Linked DNA regions of Sus scrofa: regions 1 and 2 are each linked to region 3. A link is a contact called in public HiChIP or PLAC-seq data. All regions are on one chromosome and are shown on one strand. The core of a region is the stretch at or near the end of the contact, and the rest is flanking DNA. Distances in the headings are between cores, read along the strand shown.

What was found. HiChIP or PLAC-seq counts read pairs in DNA pulled down with a chosen protein or histone mark.
Region 1: a contact with region 3 is called in an H3K27ac HiChIP or PLAC-seq map of alveolar macrophages. The contact joins the promoter of POLR2K here to the enhancer-like site in region 3. A contact is called at or near these places in 2 of 5 promoter capture datasets (fetal skeletal muscle and liver), 25 of 47 Hi-C or Micro-C datasets (alveolar macrophages, blood, brain and 15 more) and 2 of 2 datasets of contacts at active chromatin or transcription factors (alveolar macrophages and skeletal muscle).
Region 2: an H3K27ac HiChIP or PLAC-seq map of alveolar macrophages shows a contact between it and region 3. The contact joins two enhancer-like sites. A contact is called at or near these places in 22 of 47 Hi-C or Micro-C datasets (alveolar macrophages, blood, embryonic fibroblasts and 13 more) and 2 of 2 datasets of contacts at active chromatin or transcription factors (alveolar macrophages and skeletal muscle).

What each region holds. Positions count from the first base shown.
Region 1 is chr4:36,851,263-36,853,962 of Sscrofa11.1, forward strand. POLR2K (DNA-directed RNA polymerases I, II, and III subunit RPABC4) reads right to left here and starts at 1,360. Exons shown (of 4, transcript XM_003355012.5): 1 at 1,220-1,360; 2 at 1-18. The coding sequence starts at 10.
Region 2 is chr4:36,710,082-36,712,781 of Sscrofa11.1, forward strand. RNF19A (ring finger protein 19A, RBR E3 ubiquitin protein ligase) reads left to right here. Exons shown (of 9, transcript NM_001038006.1): 3 at 874-1,018; 4 at 1,834-1,996. Among named protein-coding and RNA genes, the nearest start is that of RNF19A, 21 kb to the left of the region's middle. Within about 2 kb of position 1,265, at least 1 of the 83 cell types and tissues checked has an H3K27ac peak or open chromatin away from gene starts, as enhancers often do. A contact at or near this core is called in alveolar macrophages, where this site is marked.
Region 3 is chr4:36,420,666-36,423,365 of Sscrofa11.1, forward strand. The region is part of intron 1 of ANKRD46 (ankyrin repeat domain 46); the gene reads left to right. Among named protein-coding and RNA genes, the nearest start is that of ANKRD46, 21 kb to the left of the region's middle. Within about 2 kb of position 1,281, at least 2 of the 83 cell types and tissues checked have an H3K27ac peak or open chromatin away from gene starts, as enhancers often do. A contact at or near this core is called in alveolar macrophages, where this site is marked.

The DNA.
Region 1 (2,700 bases), core at 110-2,609, 430 kb after region 3:
GTGTGTCCATCGTTATCCCTGAAATCACAGATTCAAATACTGAACATCTTAAAGGGGCCCCTCACAAATCCAATCATGCCTTATTTTTCTCAGGGAAAGCTAAAAAGCTAAAAAGTTCCCAATTCCTAATCCGTACTTTTTAAAAATCCTACCGCTGGTTCTAAAGAATGAATCAAACCCACAAATAAGCATTTTGCATTTACCCCCAAACTGGACTCCATAAACACTTTACAGATTTCATATTTACACATGCTATTTCATTATAATCTCTACAACAATTCTAGGCGGTTAAATAATTACTCTTAATGAACAGATCAAGAAACTAAGATTTAGGGAAGGTTAATTTGGTCAGGATTATTCAGTAGTTAAAAGGCAGAGGAATTTAGATCTGACTGCGAAGCTCTGGTTTTCATTTAACACGAGTACAAGTACTATTTTTCTTTTTCTTTCTTTTTCTTTTTTTTTGTCTTTTTGCTATTTCTTTGGGCCGCTCCCACGGCATATGGAGGTTCCCAGGCTAGGGGTCGAATAGGAGCTGTTGCCACTGGCCTACGCCAGAACCACAGCAACGTGGGATCCGAGCCGCGTCTGCAGCCTACACCACAGCTCACGGCAACGCCGGATCATTAACCCTGCCCTGAGCCAAGGGCAGGGACCGAACCCGCAACCTCATGGTTCCTAGTCGGATTCGTTAACCACTGCGCCACGACGGGAACTCCAATTTTTCTTTTTCTTTCTCTCTCTCTCTTTTTTTTTTTTCCACCCGCGGCATGTGGAAGTTCCAGGCTAGGGGGTCCAATAGGCCTGACAGCCACAGCAACGCGGGATCCGAGCCCCGTCTGCTATCTATACCACAGCTCAAGGCAACGCTGGGTCGTTAACCCACAGAGCGAGGCCAGGGATGGAATCCGCATCCTCAAGGATACTCATCTGATTCAGTTCCGCTGCGCCACAAGGGGAACTCCCACAAGTGAAATTTTCCCAAAATTTAGCAAGAAATTGCCAAAAAACTATACCCCTCAACAGGAAAACATGCGAACCGAAGAAAAGGGAAAAATAATGAAATAACTCCTAACAGCTGAAAAGGCAGACAACCCAACAGCTAAACAAGCCAAAGGGCTAACAGCATCGACTCCATCCCCAGCCTCTCTCGACTCTAATCCCACACCGGACCTCCTGTAACCCCTAGTATCTTTCCAGTTTTGGCCCAAACACTCACCTTCCAATCCCAAACCGCCAATCCGCCAAACCCCTACCCACGGAACACGGAGAAACTTCCCGAGGCTCCCTAACAGATTCCTGAGGCCGCTGTGTGTCAGCCCACTTCCGGCACTGGCAGATGACGCAGGATGTAGTCTCCGCCCCTTCCGCCCAAGGAGTGGCCGAAGAACCCGGATTGAGCGCGGGCAGTTAAATTGGAATTATGTATGTTTGATTCGCTCTGTAGAGGTTCTTATTTGGCTCCCAACTATTTTCATTTTTCGGGGAGGCAAAGAATTTTAGCAGTTTCTCAGGTCGAAGGAGGTTTGTTTCTATGACAAATGAAGGCCGCAGAAAGTAACAGTTTTCCAAGAGGTCAGAGCGTTAGATACCCAAGTGAAGTGCTCATGGAATCCCTGGGCTGACCGTTACTCCAAAGAACGTGGAAGTATCGGTTTCACCGCTGATTTCCACGTAGAAGAGCAGTTTTCAGATTATGGATTTCAGATCGTTTTAATACCTGTGCCGCCGGCAGTGGAACAGCCGCCTCCTGCCCTTTGCATAATGTTTGCTTTTCGACCCTTTCTCACTTAGGTACCTGTCATCCTTCTCAGCCTCTCCTTTTACTCGTTTTAAAGCACAGGCGGACTTGCAGGCAGCTACATCCAACTACTGCCACTTAAAGCTGAGGGATTTAGGTAGTGGTGGCTGTTTACCGACCCTCCTTTGGTCCCATGTATTCTCTAGAAGAACAAAACGACCTGCTCAGTGGAATCCTTTCAAAGATCAAACTATTAGTGAGACATTATCGTTGGATGTACACATTTACATTCGTTTGCTTCTTTCATAGCAGGCATTTTACTAATATCAGAATGAGAGGAAGAAAATGAAGTTGTTACAATTTAGAAAATACATATTCGTTATCTATTACAGTTAATTGGAGAAGCAGGTTTCTTTCTTCCCAACATGCATTATTTTGGTTTCTTATTAAGCAGGCAATACTGCTCTCTGGTCTTCCATACGGAAACTTGGGAACTTTGAGCTTCGCATTACACTTCCAGGAGGAGTTCCAACTGCCGGCACCTCCACAGACCAACTTGAGAGATTTAACTCAATCTTCCCAGTCTTCTTAGCTCCCTGTTGTAAAAATTTCAGGAAACACAGTGGAGTGTCCTGCTTCTTCCTCCACAGACAGGCTAAGACAGAACATACAAGTATTTTGACCATCTTAAAAAATATCTCTCCTGTCAGCCAAAGGGAAGAGGTAACCCAAAAGAAGAATCAAAATAAGCTTTGCTCCAAGAAGTATTAGATAAAACCATTGTTATCATAAGAGAAAGATTATGGAGTGATCCAAAAAGTATAACTTTAATCATTGCAAGCTGACCTGGATTCCAACTCTCAAGCTTGAGATTTCAAGAAGATGCTGGCACTTAATGCAGTCTATGGAGATCAGGAGGAATTAACACATGCAGAATACAAACGGCTCCTGGGACCCTA
Region 2 (2,700 bases), core at 15-2,514, 290 kb after region 3:
TTGACCTCTTACGTCCTCTGTTTTATCTGGGTTCTGATTCTTTACAAGGGCCATCTATATATTGTGTGAATTAAAATACAAGAAAAAGGCTGCTGTTCTACAGATATCTGTATTATTATTTTTAGAGTGCTTACATTTGATGTTACTTAGAAAAGAGAAGTAAACTCACACTGCTTCAGATTACCATCGAATTTTCACTTTCTGTTAGTGTTCATTCGTTAAAGGAATAATACACAGAATTGCTACTTTTTATTTAAGTGGAGATGGTTAGAAAAGTTCTAGAGCATGAAGTGCTGCTCTTTGAAGACAGTTGTAGGGTAGGAACAGAGACAAACTTTATATTGTGCACAGTTTGCCTCGAGCTGTCCTTGGTTCTCGTTTCTCTCTTGTTTTAAATTTTATTTTTTTTAATTTTTGGCTGCATCGCAGCATATGGAAGTTCCCAGCCAGGGTCTGAATCCAAGCTGCAGGTGCTACCCAAGCCACAGCTGTGGAAACACCAGATCCTTTTAACCCACTGCGCTGGGCCAGGAATCGAACTAACACCTCAACAGAAACCTAAGCTGACTATAGTCAGATTTTTGACCCACTGGGCCACAGCAGAAACACCCTTATTTCTCATATTATTATTTTGTTATTTTTTGTTCTCATTGTCCTGCTACTGTTTGAAAAAATGTTTACAATTTGAAATTTTAATGTAAAAAATGTTCCTTTCCTCAAAAGGAGGTGCTTTATATACTAAAAATAGCAGGGTAAAGCTATTCATTAACACACTGTATGTGTTAAGTTTTTTTGGCAGCGCTGCAGTTATCTACTAGAAATTGTTATTTGTAGACCAGTTTTACATATTAAACATGTCTGTTTTCTTAATAGCCGATGATATAAAGCCATGTCCACGATGTGCTGCTTATATAATAAAGATGAATGATGGGAGCTGTAATCACATGACATGTGCTGTCTGTGGTTGTGAGTTTTGTTGGTTGTGTATGAAAGAAATCTCAGATTTGCATTATCTAAGGTAAGCTTATATAAGGGGCTATTTGTACCTAACTGTAATTCTGTATTGTAGGATGAAAAGGACTTTTTTTGGAAAAAGCATTATCCAAAGTATTTTTAAACTTGGAATCTATAAGATACTTAAAGGAATCTGTTTTATTTTGGTAATATAAATTTAACATGAACCCAATTATTGTGCTAGTCATTTGGGATTAATAAACAGTCAAAAATAGGAAATAGAGGAGTTCCCTGGTAGCTTAGCTGGTTAAGGAACCAGCATTGTCACTGCTAAGGCTTGGGTCACTGCTGTGACTTGGATTCAGTGCATGCCAGGGGTGTGGCCAAAAAAAAAGAGGAAATAAGAAATTTCTGTTTTTATTTGGCTTTGTTTTTTGTTAAACTAGAATGCTAGCATTTAAAACCCCATGTAATTATGCTAGGTCATAAATATTTTCATTGATTTTTCCCACATATAAATGTATTCATTTAGGCCACAGAGGGAGTTTATAATTCTCTGCCTAAAACAGGGATAAAATAAGCATATTTTGCATTAATTTACCCTTAAAATAACCTAAAGCTTTGAAGCCAGTGGAGGAATATGAATAAATATTTAACCTGAGTCCCGTTTATCAGTATGCTTTTAATATAATTTGTGATGTTTCTTACCTTATTTTTTTTCCCTTTGGCTTTTAATGAACTTAGAATTCAAAGAAAGGGAGGAAAAAATTCGTTCTCAAGTTTGAGAATTCTGTTATGGTCACTGCTGAATGTATGGTAGTAAATTGTTATTGTGATGTTTTGCAGCTTTTACTTTACATTATAATTTTTTTTCCTTAGTCCATCAGGATGTACTTTTTGGGGGAAGAAACCCTGGAGCCGAAAAAAGAAAATATTGTGGCAGCTGGGAACACTTGTTGGTGCTCCTGTAGGAATTGCTTTAATAGCTGGCATTGCTATCCCTGCAATGATTATTGGCATTCCTGTGTATGTGGGCCGTAAGGTAAAATGCTCACTTCCTTGTTAATTTATTATCTTACTTTAAACCTTCAGATTTAGCATTGATGGTTTTGCTTTGCTTCTATTTTTGTTTGTTTGTTTTGAAAGACAAAGGTCATCTTTAGTATCTTAAATATTAAACAATTATTTTTTTAAGATAATAACTTTCCAGTGTTTGGCAAGCTTATATGTATGCCTAAAAAGTAGATTTGCTTTAAAATGATCAGAATATTATGAGATCCTGCTGTGTAGCACTGGGAACTATGTCTAGTCACTTATGATGAAGCATGATAATGTGAGAAAAAAGAATGTATACAACTGGGTCACCATGCTGTACAGTAGGAAAGAAAATAATGTATTGGGGAAATAAAAAAAATTAAAATTAAAAATTAAATAAAATGATGGGAATCTGAAAATGTCAGTAAAAATTTGCATTATAAATCAACTTTACATATAAAATATTAAAGGATATGTACCTAACATTTTTCTCATAGGTATGTCCTTGTAAAGTCAGGTCTATAAAAAATAATAGATAAATAACATATTTGTCCTCAGGCAAAGAATAATTAGCCAGTTCCTGAATTATTTCTGACTTTAAAGCTTTTTTCCCTCAGATTACTGCTATTAGTAAACATGCTGTTTTGTAGATTACAGCAATTTTGTGGAAGTTTGAACACCCAAGAGTTGCCACCGGCCTAAAAAATGAAT
Region 3 (2,700 bases), core at 31-2,530:
AACTCCAGATTAAACTTTTTTAAAGTGAACTTTTATTGGGACACTAAGCAAAAAATTTAGCATCTTATATTTGTATATTGCATTATAATTTTCAAAGGATAAAAAAATCAAGACCCTACAATATGCTGCCTATTAGAGATTCACCTTAGGGCAAAGGACACATATCAATTGAAAGATATTTCTTTTTGTTTATTTTTTTCTTTTGTTTTTTCTTTGGCCACCTGGAGGCATATGGAATTCCTGGGCCAGCAATCAGATCCAAGCTGTGGTTATGACTTAAGCTGCAGCTGTGGCAATGCCGGATCCCTAACCCACTGTGCCTGGCTGGGGATCCAGTCTGTGTCCCAGAACTTCTAAGATGCCAACGATCCACTGCATGAACTCCGCCTTTAGTTTGTTTTTGTATCTGTTCTTAACACTTTTCTACAGTTTAAGATGCTAATTTCCTAGATCATTTTCCCAAATCCAAAGCTTATTAATTCTGAGAATGTAATTTGTTTCATTTATCTAAATATAAGACATTTATTCTCCCATCTGCTGTTTGAAGACCATGAAGTAATTATCTTTTCATAGTATTTTAAAGAATAATTTTCTTATCATAATTATCTTTGCTTGACAATGCAGTTCTCTGGAGTACAAGGAGAAAAGTTTAAAGTAGCAGTTGTTCACCGTTTTAAAAAAGAACTCTAACAATTTTATAGTACATCATGACGCTATCTACAGTTCATACAGAAAAAAAAATTTTTTTTAAATGATGGCATTTGCCATATTATTCCCAGTCTCCTTACTATCTGTCACAGGCCAAATGACAAAATGCTAAATCATTTCGAGAGACCAAAAATAAGGACCAGAAGGAAAATGAAGGTTGTATTTGCTAAATCTAGCAAACAATTTTAATTGACAGTGTTAAGGAAAAACACTCTATTGAGATGACATTTCCCAAAAGAGAGCTAATCTACAAGAGCCATGTAGATATTAAAATGTGCAGCCCTTCATCCCTGACCACTCCTTCCCTTGGTGGTCACAGTGACCTGGTGGTCTTGGGCGGTCCATCAGAATAGTTCCATGGGAAACTGATACGGCGGATTTGTCAGCCCCTATTCCCGTTTCTGAAAAGGTCCCTAGAACCTGAGTATACAGATGTAAACTTGAGCCACCTTCCACATCTGCCATTTTACCAGGAGAGGCTGTGTGGGGGCCAGGGCTCTGTCAGAAAGAGGATTGCTGGATTTATTGTCCCAACTTGAAATTACTGTTCCGCTCTTAAGAAGCGACAAAGCTGTGAGGACTGCTGATTCACTTCTGCTTTACAGTACTGGCAACTCCCACTTCTTGCCCTACCACTTAGGTTCCTAAGTGGCAGCGTAAGGAAATCTCCAGCCCAAAAATACAACTTCTCCTTGTAACCCTTTGCTTATTTTTATCCTCACGAGCTGGGAATAAAAAAAAAACATTAAAAACCTTGTAGGAAAAAAAAAAATTCTTATTTCGTTCTTGAACCCAGAGCCATTTCTAAGCATATACCTCACTCCTTTCTTTTCTTGGGGTATCAAAAGGTACCTCCCCCAAATAGGCTACCAAATAGGCTACCACAGTCCAAAGGAGAGATAGCAGGAAAAGAATTAAGGTTCTATTTATTTATTTATTTATCTTTTAAGGGCCACACCTGTGGCATATGGAGGTTCCCAGGATAGGGGTCAAAACAGAGCTGTAGCTGCCAGCCTGTGCCACAGCCACAGCAACGCAGGATCCAAGCCAAGTTGGCAACTTACACCACAGCTCATGGCAATGCCAGATCCTTAACCCCCTGAGTGAGGCCAGGGATGGAACCCACTTCTCATGGACACTAGTCGGGTTCATTACTGCTGAGCCATGGTGGGAACTCCTAAGCCTCCCTCTAAAGCCTCAGATACTCCTCAGCTCTTTTACTAAAACTCTGTACTCACTTCCTACCAAAGGTCTCCTCCTTAATTCTTATTTCCAGGGGGGAGAAAGAGGAAATACCTGACACTCCATAAGGTGTCTATACATAAACATGCCATTTCTAAGGATTTGGTTAAGTTAGGCCCTTAGGCCTTTTTTCAGTCATTTTTTCACTGTATATTCTTAGGGTCCTTAGGGTTTGGAATGAATGGGGTAAGATGTGGGTCTAATAGTGATGTGTAGGGAATTCCTGAATTCTAAGGATCTACCTAGGCCACGAGTATAAACATCATAGAGCCTGGACTAGAGTGATTAGCCTGCCTTCACAAGCAATCAGACTACACCTCAGAGACGCTTACTAGATCCTCTCTGGGGTTGTATAGCCTAGGGTTGTATAGTCGAATGTCCACCATCTTATGTCACTGGAATGGGACATTTATATTAAGGATGCAGTAAATGATAGCTTCATCTAGCACATAATTTGGAGCACGAATGGAAACATATTATAGGAGAATTGTGAAAACCCGTTATGTTGAAGATGATGTACCTTATATTTCTACCATAAATCATGAATAAGGCTAGAACCTTAGAGATGATGGTTGTACAGTTAATGGTCTCTCTGGCTCTCAGTAGCCTTTCCTGTAAAACAGGGAGATCGAATTAGATGATTCAGGTTAGATGATCCTGGATGGCCCTTACAGCTGTAAAAATTTCATAGTAATACTTAAATTTCTCGTAAGAACATAGTCTTGTGCCTTCAAACTATTTGAGGTGAAG